Linked DNA regions of Mus musculus: all the other regions are linked to region 3. A link is a contact called in public Hi-C and promoter capture Hi-C data. All regions are on one chromosome and are shown on one strand. The core of a region is the stretch at or near the end of the contact, and the rest is flanking DNA. Distances in the headings are between cores, read along the strand shown.

Region 1 (4,287 bases), core at 1,778-4,277, 4.3 Mb after region 3:
TTTATTCTCTCTCTCTCTCTCTCTCTCTCTCTCTCTCTCTCTCTCTCTCTCTCTCTGCCCTGCTCGTGCCCCCCCCCCCTTTTCTCCAGACAGGGTTTCTCTATGTAGTCCTGGCTGACCTTGAACTCAGGTAGGCCTGCCTCTGCCTCCTGGATGCTGTGACTAAAGGTGTGAGCACCACCAGCCGTCTGTTAGTTATTTCTAACAGGATCTTTTCTGGTTTTGGTGCTGTCATGGAGACCTAGGACCTTGTGTGTGCTGGCTAAATGTTCTGCCACTGATCTGGGAACGCTGACTTTGAGAGACAAGTCAACTTTCCTCACTTTCAACACCTATGTTTTTGAGACATTGTCTCCCAGTGCAGGCTTGGCTAGCCTGGGACTTGTTATGGGGACCAGGCTGGCCTTAAACTCAGATCTGACTCCTTCTGCCTCCTAAATTCTGAAATTAAAGGTGTTTGTCACATGACTTATTTTGCCAGAGAGTGTTTTCTTGACCCCAGGTGTATAGTAGATGCACAAATCAAACATTCACTGATAGTAAACCAGAAATAATTTTATTTTGGGGCTGGAGAGATGGCTCAGGAGTTAAGAGCACTGACGATTCTAGAGGTCCTGAGTTCAATTCACAGTAACCACATGGTGGCTCACAGCCATCTGTAATGGAATCTGACGCCCTCTTCTGGTGCGTCTGAAGAGAGAAACTGTGTACAAAATAAATATTTTTTTTAAAAAAAGAATTTTATTTTAAACAAATCTTTGAAATGCATAGAATTTTACCATGTATTAAAACAAAATTTGTATGCTAATGATATGGATGTGCTTGTTAATTTGCACAAAATATTTTTGAATTAATCTCCTCTTTGACAATTTCACACATGTACATAATATATCTGGAGCATACTCTCCACCAATTAATTCCTCCCCCAAACACTTCCAGTAAATATCCCCTTCCTGCTTCAGGCCCTCTGTTGGCTGGCTGGCTTGCTTTCTTCTTCTTCTTCTTCTTCTTCTTCTTCTTCTTCTTCTTCTTCTTCTTCTTCTTCTTCTTCTTCTTCTTCTTCTTCCTCTTCCTCTTCCTCTTCCTCTTCTTCTTCCTCCTCTTCCTCCTCCTCCTCCTCCTCCTCCTCCTCCTCCTCCTCCTCCTCCTCCTCCTCCTCCTCCTCCTCCTCCTCCTCCTCCTCCTCCTCCTCCTCCTCCTCTTCTTCTTCTTCTTCTTCTTCTTCTTCTTCTTCTTCTTCTTCTTCTTCTTCTTCTTTTTTTGGTAACCTTGCTGGAATGTTGACCATTCTTCTTGTTGGCTATCTAGTGCAGACCATAGTTCTGAGAGCTCACCAGTGTGATCTCCTCTTCCCGTACAAAAGACACACATTCCACAGCAAATCCTCCCCACTCTCCCACCTTTATGCTCTTTTAGCCCCTTCTTCCAAGTAGTTCCCTGAGCTTGTGGGGAGAGGTTGCTATAGAAGTCCGGTTAGGGCTGAACACCCAGTCCCTTGTTCTCAGCACTTTGATGAGCTGTCTGCCCACTACAGACAGAGACTTCTTGGGCCAAGGCGGATGGAGAGCAGCACTGATCTGTGGCTATGAACGTAAGTATTCAGAAGGTAACTTGATAGCATATCCATTTAGCAAAGCAACAGCAGTGAGCCCCTTAGGGCTGTGACCCTGAGCACCAATTGTCAGTGTTTAATGATCAATGACAGCTTCATCCACTCAATGATGACATTAAACAACGTGTTCATGAAGCCTTGATACTACTATAGCTTAAATACTTTGTAACAAAGAAGTTTATATGTATTTGTCTTTATGCCCAGCTTTTTAGAACACTGTGTGGTTTACTGAAGTTATTGGATCTTTTAAGATGCCCCATCGTATGGCCAGGGGTTAAAATCTTGCAGGAGCGGTGCCCAGTATTGTCAGGTACCACTTCAGATTGCAGTCCAGCTGACCTCACTGTGGTAATGTGACCAGGGTTGAATTGCCTCTCTAATGAGAATCATTCTCAAAGGTTGGCTTTCTGGTTTGTTTTAAAAGGCAAGAGAATACCAGTTGGTCTGGAAACAAAAGCTTCCATTGGTAAAGATTCTAAAGAGCCAGAGACTAAGAGCCTGTTCTTCTGGTGACTCACTGAATCCTGCCTTGCTGATGGAGGCGCAGACAGATCCAGGTCCAGCCTTTTTTAAGTCAGCCCTCCCAGAAGCCCCCAGCCTGATGTCTAATGGTAGCTGTGGCATTTTGCCTTGCTGTAGAATCTACTAAATCCTTGGCCCCTCACCTGAAACCCTCCTCATACCCCAAACACTGAGAGTGACAGATGGGGAACGGAAGCCTGCCAGGAATGATTGCAGGCCTGTCAATCACGGGGCTGTGTTCCAAGTTTCTCAGAGTATCCAAGAAAGTAAGGCATAGCAAGCCTCAGGTCCATGTGTTGTGTCTCTTTCCCATGGGAAGGCCGGATCCTGCTAGAATGTTTTCTGTACTTCATAGTTCCTTACCTTTGTGTGTATTCTGCAGAATATAATGGCCGACAGCCCTCTCTCTGTGAAGCAGCCGACGGACACAGTAATGCTGGGGAATGCAAGGCAGGGCACCATGGGTACCAGGGCAGACACTATCGCTTCATTACAGCCTTTGGGATCCAGCCTTCTAACCAAGCGTCCCGCCAGGGAACATAGGAAAATGTTCTTTCCTAACAGCTATGATGGGATGGTGGTGGTGGGGTAGATAGGGATGAGAGCGGGCAAGTGCTACCCAGAGGGGACAGCTCTGACGCATCTTCATCTCCGCATCCCCATCTCCGCATCCTCTCCACCCACCTGCCCTTTTTGCTGCTCAGAGACTCTGCTGTCTTGGTGCTGGGGTTTGAACCATGCCACTGCCTGCCTTCCTATCTGTCTGTCTTGTCCATGGAGTTAATAACTCTTCTAATAAATTGCTTAGCCCTAGTAATCCGTTAGTCCACTCTGGAACCACCCCGCGGATCTAAAACCTCGCAGTACTGACTGGCCCAGGAAAACTCACACAGGGACTGTGGGGCTGCGGGAAACACCAGAAGATCAAGTACGGTGACTTGTGCGTAGGGGGCGAGCACCGCGAACCGACGCGTTTGTTTGTTTCCTAACAACACCGTGCTGGAGAAATGCACAGTGGTTAAGAGTGCACACTCCTGCTGCGGAGGACAGGAGCTCCGTTTCCGCGTAGGGCAGCTCACAACCGCCCTTACCTCAGGCTGCAGGGTGATCTGCCGCCTTTGGCTTCCTGGCACCTGCATTGTAGCGGAGGAACCCACATAGACACATGGATTAAAGATCAGAGAGGCCGTTTACTCGGAGGGCGTGTGACGCACCGGCGGGGCTGAGCCCGGGGCCCGCGGCCCGCGGCGGCGGAAGGAAGGAAGCGAGAGCGCAGGCCGGGCTCGGCGGAGGCTGTGCGCCCGGGGGAGGAGCCTGAGCGGCCGAGCGGCGGGGCGCAGCGGCCCAGCCATGTCGGCCGAGGAGATGGTGCAGATCCGCCTGGAAGACCGCTGCTACCCGGTGAGCAAGAGCAAGCTGATCGAACAGAGCGACTACTTCCGCGCGCTCTACCGCTCCGGCATGCGCGAGGCCGTGCGGCCCGAGGTGGGCCCGGAGGTGCAGCAGCTGCGCGGCCTGAGCGCTCCGGGCCTGCGGCTGGTGCTGGACTTCATCAACGCGGGCGGCGCGCGCGAGGGCTGGGGCCTGAGCGAGGACGAGCTGGCCGAGGCTAGTGTGCTGTCCGAGATGGTGGAGGCCGCGTCCTTTCTGCAGGTCACGGCGCTTCTGCGCTTGCTGCTGTCGCACGTGCGTCTGGGCAACTGCCTGGAGCTGTACCGCCTGGCGCAGGTGTACGGACTGCCCGACCTGCAGGACGCCTGCCTGCGCTTCATGGTGCTGCGCTTCCACCAGGTGCTGTGTCAGCCGCAATTCCCGCTACTGTTGTCGCCGCCGCAGGCCCCCGGGGACTGCAGCCTGAAGCAGAGGCTGAGGGAGGCCCGCATGCGCGGGACCCCGGTCCTGGTGGCCCTGGGGGACTTCCTCGGGGGACCCCTTGCCCCGCACCCGTATCAGGGGGAACCCCCGTCCATGCTTAGGTACGAGGAGACCACGGAGCGCTGGTTCCCCCTGGCCAACAACCTGCCCCCCGACCTGGTGAACGTCAGGGGCTACGGCTCAGCCATTTTGGACAACTACCTCTTCATCGTGGGTGGTTACAGGATCACCAGCCAGGAGATCTCTGCCGCACACTCCTACAATCCCATCACCAACGA
Region 2 (4,361 bases), core at 1,004-3,503, 3.9 Mb after region 3:
CAAGTCCAATCCCTAAGACTCACCTATAATAGAGAACAATTCTACAATGTTCTACGACCTTCACATGCACGTTGTGACATATACACACATACATATCACACACACAAACATAATGCACACACACAATAAATAATTTTAAAATGTTTTCATTCTTTTCTGTCTGCTCTTTTATTTTTTTGCTTTTGTGTAGAGAAATTTTTTAAATTTATTTTATATAGGGGAGTTTTGTCTGTGTGTATGTCTGTGTGCAAGATGTGCACTAACCCATCCAGATTTTTGGGGTTTTTTTAGACATGGTCTCACTATGTAGCTCTGGCTGCCCTGGAACGTGATGTATAGAATAGGCTAGTCTCAAACTCAGAGATACAAGTACCGGGATTAAAGGCAAGTGCTACCAAACCTAACTGTCAATTTCATTTGTAAGAGGAAGTGCAAGACCTGTGGAGGTTCCCAGTTTGACCACAGTGGTAAAGTACACTGTTGGTGGAAATGAAGACAGATGTGAAACACAAGTGGAACTTCCTATAGACGAGTGGGAAAAAATATCCCAGAAGCTGAGATCCTCAAAATTATTTCCTCGATTTCAAAATGCCATTCCATCTACTAGAATTTTAAATCCCAAAGTCATGTGTTACTAGGATTTGAGACCTTTGGAAAGTGACTGGGATCTTCAGGTCCCCTTAAGGGCCCATTCATGTTGATGGGCTATAATGTGATTGACGTGTGCTCTCTTGCCCTGCCTTGTAACAGGCCCGGATTTTAGCACAACTTACTCTACGATGAAGTATCATAAAACTGAGGATGTAGGCAGCACCACCTGCCAAAACGAAAATAAAAGTCCATATCAAAGTCCATAGTTCTGGGAAAGTCTGTAAATGTACTAACCTTGCTTTTTGGTTTCTGTAGTTACACTTCTACCCAACTATTTTTGTTAACTGAGTCATGTCAACTCAAGATACGAATTTTGTGCTAGAAAGTTCACCCTGAGGAAGGCTGGGATCCTGAATACCCAGTATAGTCGATGGCTGGCTAATCATGACTATCTGTTGGCTTAAACCACATCTGAGGAGTCTTCTCTGGTGGATACCTCCCAACCTCCTCATCTGTTATGTCCTCCTCTGTTAGGATTCACCAAGAAGGCTCTCTCACGATGACAGTCCACCTTGATAGTGGACTTCCCAGCCTCCAGAACACTGTAGGGAGTAAACGTTCTTTGTAATTGCTTGTCTGTGCTATTCAGTTGTAGCAACAAAAAACAGGCTCACATACCCACCCACCTCCAACTCCAGAAATGATCATCTTGGAAACTATGATAAACAGTTTGTCTGAGTTCCACAAACCAGGTATTTGCAGATTCAGGACTCACTTCCCATCAGAATATCCCCAGGCTAACAGAAATGACCTTTCTGCTATCACCCTTCACACGGAAAACTGTCAGGAAGCCCCAGTTCTAAATTTACATTCTGAAGCTGATCTTTCTTAAGATCGAACCTGCCTAGACCGGGCGTGGTGGCGCACACCTTTAATCCCAGCACTTGGAAGGCAGAGGCAGGCAGATTTCTGCGTTCGAGGCCAGCCTGGTCTACAGAGTTTGCACCTCCTACCTTCAAATGCTCTTCTTCCTCCTTTTCACTTTACTTATCACCCGTTCCTCATCACAGAGCTGTTTAATGCTTTCCATTTCCCCCAGGCACTCCCACTCAGAATTAAAGCACTAATCTAGTCTCCAGTTGGGTAAGCACCTCCTGCCCCAAACTAATTAGCCACCCTTTTCTAGCCATTTTGATTTCCTGGAGAATGTTAATTTCTCGAATTTAAATGTTGTGAATGGCGGGCTGCGAGTATGCTTTGTGGTATACCTGCAAAGTAAAAGCAAAGGAAAACAAGTGTTCCAGATAAACAAAACAAAGAAACGAACGAACAAAAACAAAACCCCTCACAAACAAAACACATTCCAGGCCAGCCAGGACTACACCGTGAGGCATAGCCTCGTCAGAGCTAACAGACAGAATGGAGGAAGCACCTTCCCTTCACAGGCTCGGTCCAGCGTAAACGCGAACCCGTAGCAGCTCAGCCTGCACGCGTCCCTCCTCCCCCACACCAGCCCTGGATCCCACCCGCCTGACGTCAGCAGGCCCGCAGGCTGGCCCCGCCCCTCCCCGGCAGCATGCTTCCTTAACCACGCCCCTCAAGGAGGAAGGCCTGTGATTGGTCCGGAGGCGTCATAAATTGGCCAATCGCTCGCGCTCTAGCAGCTTTTGCGCACCCTTGCGTGCGTGGTGAACATGGCGGATAGACTCACTCAGCTGCAGGACGCTGTGAACTCGGTGAGGGCTTTCCTCTGCTCGCCAGCCTTGCTTTCCTGACGCGGAGAGAGGAGGAAGGGGCGAGGCAAGGCCCCGGGGAGCGCGCAGATTGAGGTCGCCGCGGGCGGCGCACCCCGTGAGGCCTGGGTCTCACGTAGTCCACAGGGCGGGGTCTGAGGAGACGGGCCTGTCCTGAGGGGAGACCGGGCCGGGCGGCTTGTCCTGAGGGGAGGCGGGACCCGGGGGCCTGTCCTGAGGGGAGGTCGGAGCCGCCAGTCTCTCCTAAGGGAGGTGGGACCCGGGGGTCTCTCCTGAGAGGATGTGGGACCTGCCAGTCTCTCCTGAGAGCCATGGGACCCGGGGCCTCTGGTGAGGTGCGAACTTGAGGAAGGGAACGAGTGGCCGCTAATAAGGAGGGGACCCGACGACGGCCTCTCCTGAGGAGACTCAAGGTCTGCGGCCAGGTAGCCAGGAAGCGAGTACTCAAGTTCCAGGGATGCTTCTAGAACTTCCTTTGTGGGGCAGCACACGCCTAAGCACTTTTGTGTGTATCCCTCCCTCGCGTTTCAATTTCAACCTGCCAAACGGATTTCTCCTGTGATTCCACCTCTGAGGCTGAGACAGGAGGATTGCAGCGAGCTCCGGGCCAGCCTGAGCTCCAGTTTGATAGCCCATCTCAGAAAACAAAACACAAAAGACCACAACAAAGTGTTGAGTGTTTGTAGGTTGGTGTATGAGTGACCAGGGCGTGAGCTTGCCTTGCTTTCTGTAGGCCTTCACTCCTCCCTCCGCTCTTGGCGACTCCAGCACCAATGGTTGGAGAGTAACGTCTAGAAGAGGCCAGATCCTGGCCTCTCCGTTTCTTTGCATTTGTTTAAGTCTGCTTTACGATCTTCCCTAAGAGGCTCTTATAGGTGGAGTGAAGCTCTTACAGCACAGTACCACAGAACAGTGAATGTACACAAGAGGGATTTTTGTTTTGTTTTGAGATGGTCTCACTGTGTAGCTCTGGCTGACCTGCACACTGTGGAGACCAGATTGGCGTTAAAAACAAAAAAAAAAAACAGCCCAGTAATCAAAATCTACAACAAAAGCTCCTGAAAACTGCTAGCTTCTCTAACTTTGTCGCCTCTGGCTGTTATTCTGGCTTAATTGTACATGAATGGAAAACTAAATACTGAGCCTGGAATGGTGACCCACATCTTTAATTCCTGTAATCCCAGCACTTGGGAGGCAGAGGCAGGCGGATTTCTGAATTCAAGGCCACCTGGTCTACAGAGTGAGTTCCAGGAGAGCCAGGGCTACACAGAGAAACCCTGTCTCGAAAAAAAAAAACCAAACCAAAACAACAACAACAAAAATAGTGCAACAGTTTTCCATTGGTAATTAAAATCTCTTAGTGTCATTCTGGTTGTAGTTTGATGTAGAAGAGCCTACACAGTATATGCCTGCTGAAAAAAAAAATCTAAATACCTAGTTCTCTGGACAGTGTTTTTTAAACAGGAATGTTATAACAAGGCTTCTTGGTAATTCATCATTTTTGAGAGTACATTGAAATTGTGTATCTACTAGTGGGAAGACTAGTCTATTCTGTGTAAATAAAGTAGTTTTAAAGTTGAGGGGCTATCTCTTAAATGTTGATGAAGTCACCAAGGTACATTCTGTTTTGCAAAGATTCCCTGGGCTGCCAGCCAACCTCTCCCAAGAAAATACTTTTGTAATTTTACAAGTCTTTCTTGTTTTAATTTAAATTTTTTTGGTTTTACAAATCTTAATAATGCTGTGTAGAAGCTCATCTCCTAAGTATGCATATTCATGTAGGTCCTATAGTTAGGATGTTAAGGATACGATATAGTCTTAGGAGTACTGATAATTGAGTTAATATGTATGCCTACTGTGTCTACAGGGAATGTGTTTACAAAGAACTATTCTAGGAGCTTAGAAAGATGTCATAAACTCAAGAGACTTTTAGATGATGCAAACAAACCCCATATGTGGCTAGGGAGTTACAGTGGATTGTTTTCAGCTCTTAAGAGCTAAAGTAGATTGGAACAC
Region 3 (4,061 bases), core at 412-2,911:
ATCCAACTTGGATCCACTTTAGAAAGGACTTGGTGAAAGTGTCCAGTACTGTCAATATTAGCTCCCTTCTTGGTTGAAAGGGGACAGTGTCTCTCCTCTCTGTATATCTTGGGTTGGCTTTCTTCAGAGTGAGTGTAGACCCCCTGGCTCTTCCAGAATACCAAATCTCTCCACCCCTTTACTCCCAGGCTTCAGACTTACACAGTCTTTTAACATCCAAAAACTCAACAAGAGAAGGATCTTTTGTTCTCACAGGAGTCTGGAAAGACTTGTAGCTGTGTTCAGGAAGATAGGACATTTCAAGGGCCAAGATTGTCACACACTGTTACTATGAAAAGAATGTGTGTTTACACCCCACCCGCACCTGGGGAGAGGCAGTGGGTTCTCAAAGGAATATATTTTATCAGACAACTTTTTAAAAGTTTTTTTTTTTTTTTAGAAGGGAACAGGTGTGCACTACACTGGAAGGGATTAATAAAGCTGACACACCAGCAGAAGGTAACACTGTTGGCTGAATTAGCAGGGAATGCCAAGCCCATGGGAGGGGGACGATGGCTTAAAATGTTGAGTTCGAGGCACCTGTAGGACATTAAAATGGGGCAATTTCTTGGAGAGGGAGATGAATCAGGAGCATAGGAAGATTGATGTTTAATATAAAAGCATTAAATCATAAAATAGATCCATGCTATAGTATGGACTAAGAAGTTTCCAAGTGGGGAGGGTCTTCAGTTCATTCATTCATTCATTCCTTGGGAGTGGCAGCTCAGCCAGATTGCCTCAAGTTCCAGGCCACCCTGAGCTATGTCATGAGTTCCTGGCTAATCTGAACTATATAGTGAGTTCAAGGCTAGCTCCAGTCAGAGAGCAAAGCAGAGGATGATGATAACTGTAAGAAAAGAGGATGATGATAACTGTAAGAAAAGTGAGGTAGAGAAGATAGACCTTGATCCCCACAGGTTGAGACTGATTTATTGCAACAGCGAGGGGCCCCAAGCTTTCTGCTGTTGCAGGTTGAGCCCATTTACAGACATTCTCTCTCTCTCTCTCTCTCTCTCTCTCTCTCTCTCTCTCTCTCTCTCTCTCTCTGTGTGTCTCTCTCTGTCTCTCTCTCTCTCTGTCTCTCTCTCTCTCTCTGTCTCTCTCTCTGTCTCTGTCTCTCTTTCTGTCTGCCTCTCTCTGCCTCTCTCTCTGTCTGCCTCTCTCTCTCTCTCTCCCTCTCTCTCTCTCTCTCTCTCATACTGTTTGAGAGCCCAAAATATTGTTTGTGAAACAATTAGGCTGGGACTAAGCAATTCTTTATGGCTAGGGGCTGTTGCCCAGTAAACCCGACTCAGCTTCTCATGACCTGAAGTTACCTAGTATGTTGATGGGGAGTGGTTGGAGAGGGAAAAAAAAGGGAAGAAGGAAGAAATGGAGGAAGGTGTAAGGGGAGGAAGAAATGGGAAAACGGAAAGAGGCTGGAGAGGAGGAGATGAGTGGAGGAGGACTAATTCTCATTTATTTTAGAAATCTCCAGACATTATTGAACACTGCACAAAGCGCCATTCAACTAGAGGCTCCTCTGAGCTCACCTGGCCGGCCCCACTGCAGGGTGACGGCGCGGGGAACTACAACTCCCAGCGTGCCCCGGGGCTGGCGGAGCCGTGGGCGTGGCCTACAGCTGCCACAGCAGGCGGGCGGTACCGAGTGGAGTCGGCGGGGCCGAGCTCCCGGATGTGGAGACGTTGGAGCGGCGGCGTGGGAGGAAGATGGACGCGCTGGAGAAGGGGGCCGCCACGTCGGGGCCCGCCCCGCGTGGACGGCCGTCCCGGGGCCGGCCCCCGAAGCTGCAGCGCAGCCGGGGCGCGGGGCGCGGCCTAGAGAAGCCGCCGCACCTGGCAGCGCTGGTGCTGGCCCGCGGCGGCAGCAAAGGCATCCCACTGAAGAACATCAAGCGCCTGGCGGGGGTTCCGCTCATTGGCTGGGTCCTGCGCGCCGCCCTGGATGCGGGGGTCTTCCAGAGGTGCGCATGTGCGGGAGCCGGGCCCGGGTCGGGGGTCGGGGGTCGGGGTCCCCAGGCCTGACCCTGGGTCGCCCCTGCTTGATGGGCGCCTGTCACCTCTGGGCTGCGCAGACTGCCGGGTGCTGCAAGGCCCGGGAGGCAGCAGGTGCATGAATGGAGTCGAGTTGGGGCTCCCCAGCTTAGAGAGTCTTCCCTCACCTTTGAGAAAAAAATATTCTCTGGCTGTGAGGCTGTGAGTCAGCACAAAGAGGAAATGGTCCCTACGTGTGTACGAGGTATGACTGTTTTATGGGTGTGAATGGGTTTAGCCTACCTCTTGAACTTTGGCCTCACTAAAGGCAGTTTTTATCTCTGCATCCTCTCGGCCTCCACCGGATTGATCAGGAGTTACAAGTTGATGCCATTCATCAAAGGAGGGAGATAAAAATCCTTTGCCAACAAGGAATTTAAATGCCCGTGCTAGCTGCATCCAAATTCTGCTTGAATTTATTGCTACCTTTTGATGATTTGGCTTTTAAGATGATTGATTCAGAAGGCTATTGATTTCCCCATATTATGAAGGCAGATTTTTTTTTTCACCCAACTGACATTGTTTAAAGATGGGATAGCAAAAGATATAAATGTATGAGTTTTCTTTGTGTTTTGACTCAAAGGAAGCTCTGGGTGGAGCTAAAGAAACAGCTGGCTTCTGAAAATAACACGTAATAGGAAGTGTGCTGAGGAGAGATAGGGGAGTATCGTGAATTTGGTTCAGCTCAGTAAACATTTCTTGAGCCCCACTTTTTTCCATACACACGCAAGGAGATAGCAAGACGGTCCGTGCACAGTTCTATCCCTTACGGAGCTCTCGATTGGTTTTTGTTTGGTTTTGTGTTTTTAAACCTCTCAGAATGCAGACTGCAAAGGAGTGAGAAGTTAATTATGTATAGGCCACAGGGACAAAGTAACATCTATGAAGGGAAAAGAGTTTGAAGTCATACTGACCATAGATTGAGAACAAAATTATTGTTCATGACTCTCAGGTCCCATGTCAGGAAATGACTTTCAGAGTGGATTCAGAAAGGGTACTGGTAGAACTGGAGAAATGGCCCGGCGCTTGAGAGCACGTACTGGTTTTCCAAAGGACCCAAGTTCAGCTCTCAGCACCATTGTTGGATAGCTCACAACTGCCTGAAACTCCGCACCAGGAGATTGGATATCCTTTTCTGGTCTCCACAGGCCCTTGGTCTCACGTGGACATATTCACACTATACAATCTTTTAAGGGGAGTGGGAGGGTAATTGATAGAGGCGATGGCTCTGGACAGAATGCTTGCCATGTAAGTCTGAGGAACTAAGATCTCATTCCCTGAGCCCACATAAAATCCAAGTGAGAGTCTAGTGCATCTGCAATTACAGCAGGACAGGAGAATCTGGAAACTCAGGGGACAGTCAGCTTGGTGTACCCAGTGAACAACGAAAGAGAGACCCTGTCACAAACAAGGTGACATGTGAGGACCAGTGCCTGAGGTTGCTCTCTGACCTCCACACATGTACCAAGGCACTCATGCATGTAGTCACACAAACGCCCACCACATATGCACAGGTAAGTCTTTATGTCCCGTAATTAGGCTTAAGAACAAAAGATGAATCTTTTATTCAGCACGTGCTGTCTATTACTATGGGACTGGGTATTGCTGTCTTGAGCCAAGGGTTAGAGCAGCAGCAGGAGCCAGCTATGTAGAACCATTGACAGGCGCAGCCCCATGCCCCCTCTGGAGCCATGGACACTGATAGGAAGAGTAAGGCTTGTTGGGCACAAGCCTCGAATCAAAGGTGACACCCCTGTTCCATCTCTTCAGAGGTGATGCTGTGCAGAACATGCGGGATTTCTGAGGAGTCAACTTTTAGCCCTAGTCACATGGACACAAGATGGTCATCTGTTTTCTTGGTTGTCTACTCTCTTGATGGTGTGACATCCAGGTGTCAGCAGGCATTCCTGACCCTTGTAAACCTGAAGAAAAGTGACTGATTGGAGGTGATGTGACAGATAGCTGTCTTCCTGACAGTTCCCCTTACCC

Evidence for each region. Promoter capture Hi-C pulls out the DNA fragments that hold promoters and counts their contacts. Hi-C and Micro-C count contacts between places; a contact is called where the count stands out from the background.
Region 1: a Hi-C map of CD4 T cells shows a contact between it and region 3, with 5 times the contacts expected there. The contact joins the promoter of Klhl42 here to the promoter of Cmas in region 3. A contact is called at or near these places in 1 of 39 promoter capture datasets (pre-B cells) and 1 of 484 Hi-C or Micro-C datasets (CD4 T cells).
Region 2: a contact with region 3 is called in a promoter capture Hi-C map of pre-B cells. The contact joins the promoter of Med21 here to the promoter of Cmas in region 3. A contact is called at or near these places in 1 of 39 promoter capture datasets (pre-B cells) and 1 of 484 Hi-C or Micro-C datasets (CD4 T cells).

What each region holds. Positions count from the first base shown.
Region 1 is chr6:147,088,048-147,092,334 of GRCm38.p6, forward strand. Klhl42 (kelch-like 42) reads left to right here and starts at 3,028. Exons shown (of 3, transcript NM_001081237.1): 1 at 3,028-4,287. The coding sequence starts at 3,485.
Region 2 is chr6:146,640,326-146,644,686 of GRCm38.p6, forward strand. It overlaps Med21 (mediator complex subunit 21), which reads left to right and starts at 2,254. Exons shown (of 4, transcript NM_025315.3): 1 at 2,254-2,327. The coding sequence starts at 2,286.
Region 3 is chr6:142,755,025-142,759,085 of GRCm38.p6, forward strand. Cmas (cytidine monophospho-N-acetylneuraminic acid synthetase) reads left to right here and starts at 1,662. Exons shown (of 8, transcript NM_009908.2): 1 at 1,662-2,002. The coding sequence starts at 1,749. It overlaps LOC115490443 (a long non-coding RNA gene), which reads left to right and starts at 2,284. Exons shown (of 2, transcript XR_003956544.1): 1 at 2,284-3,586; 2 at 3,843-4,061.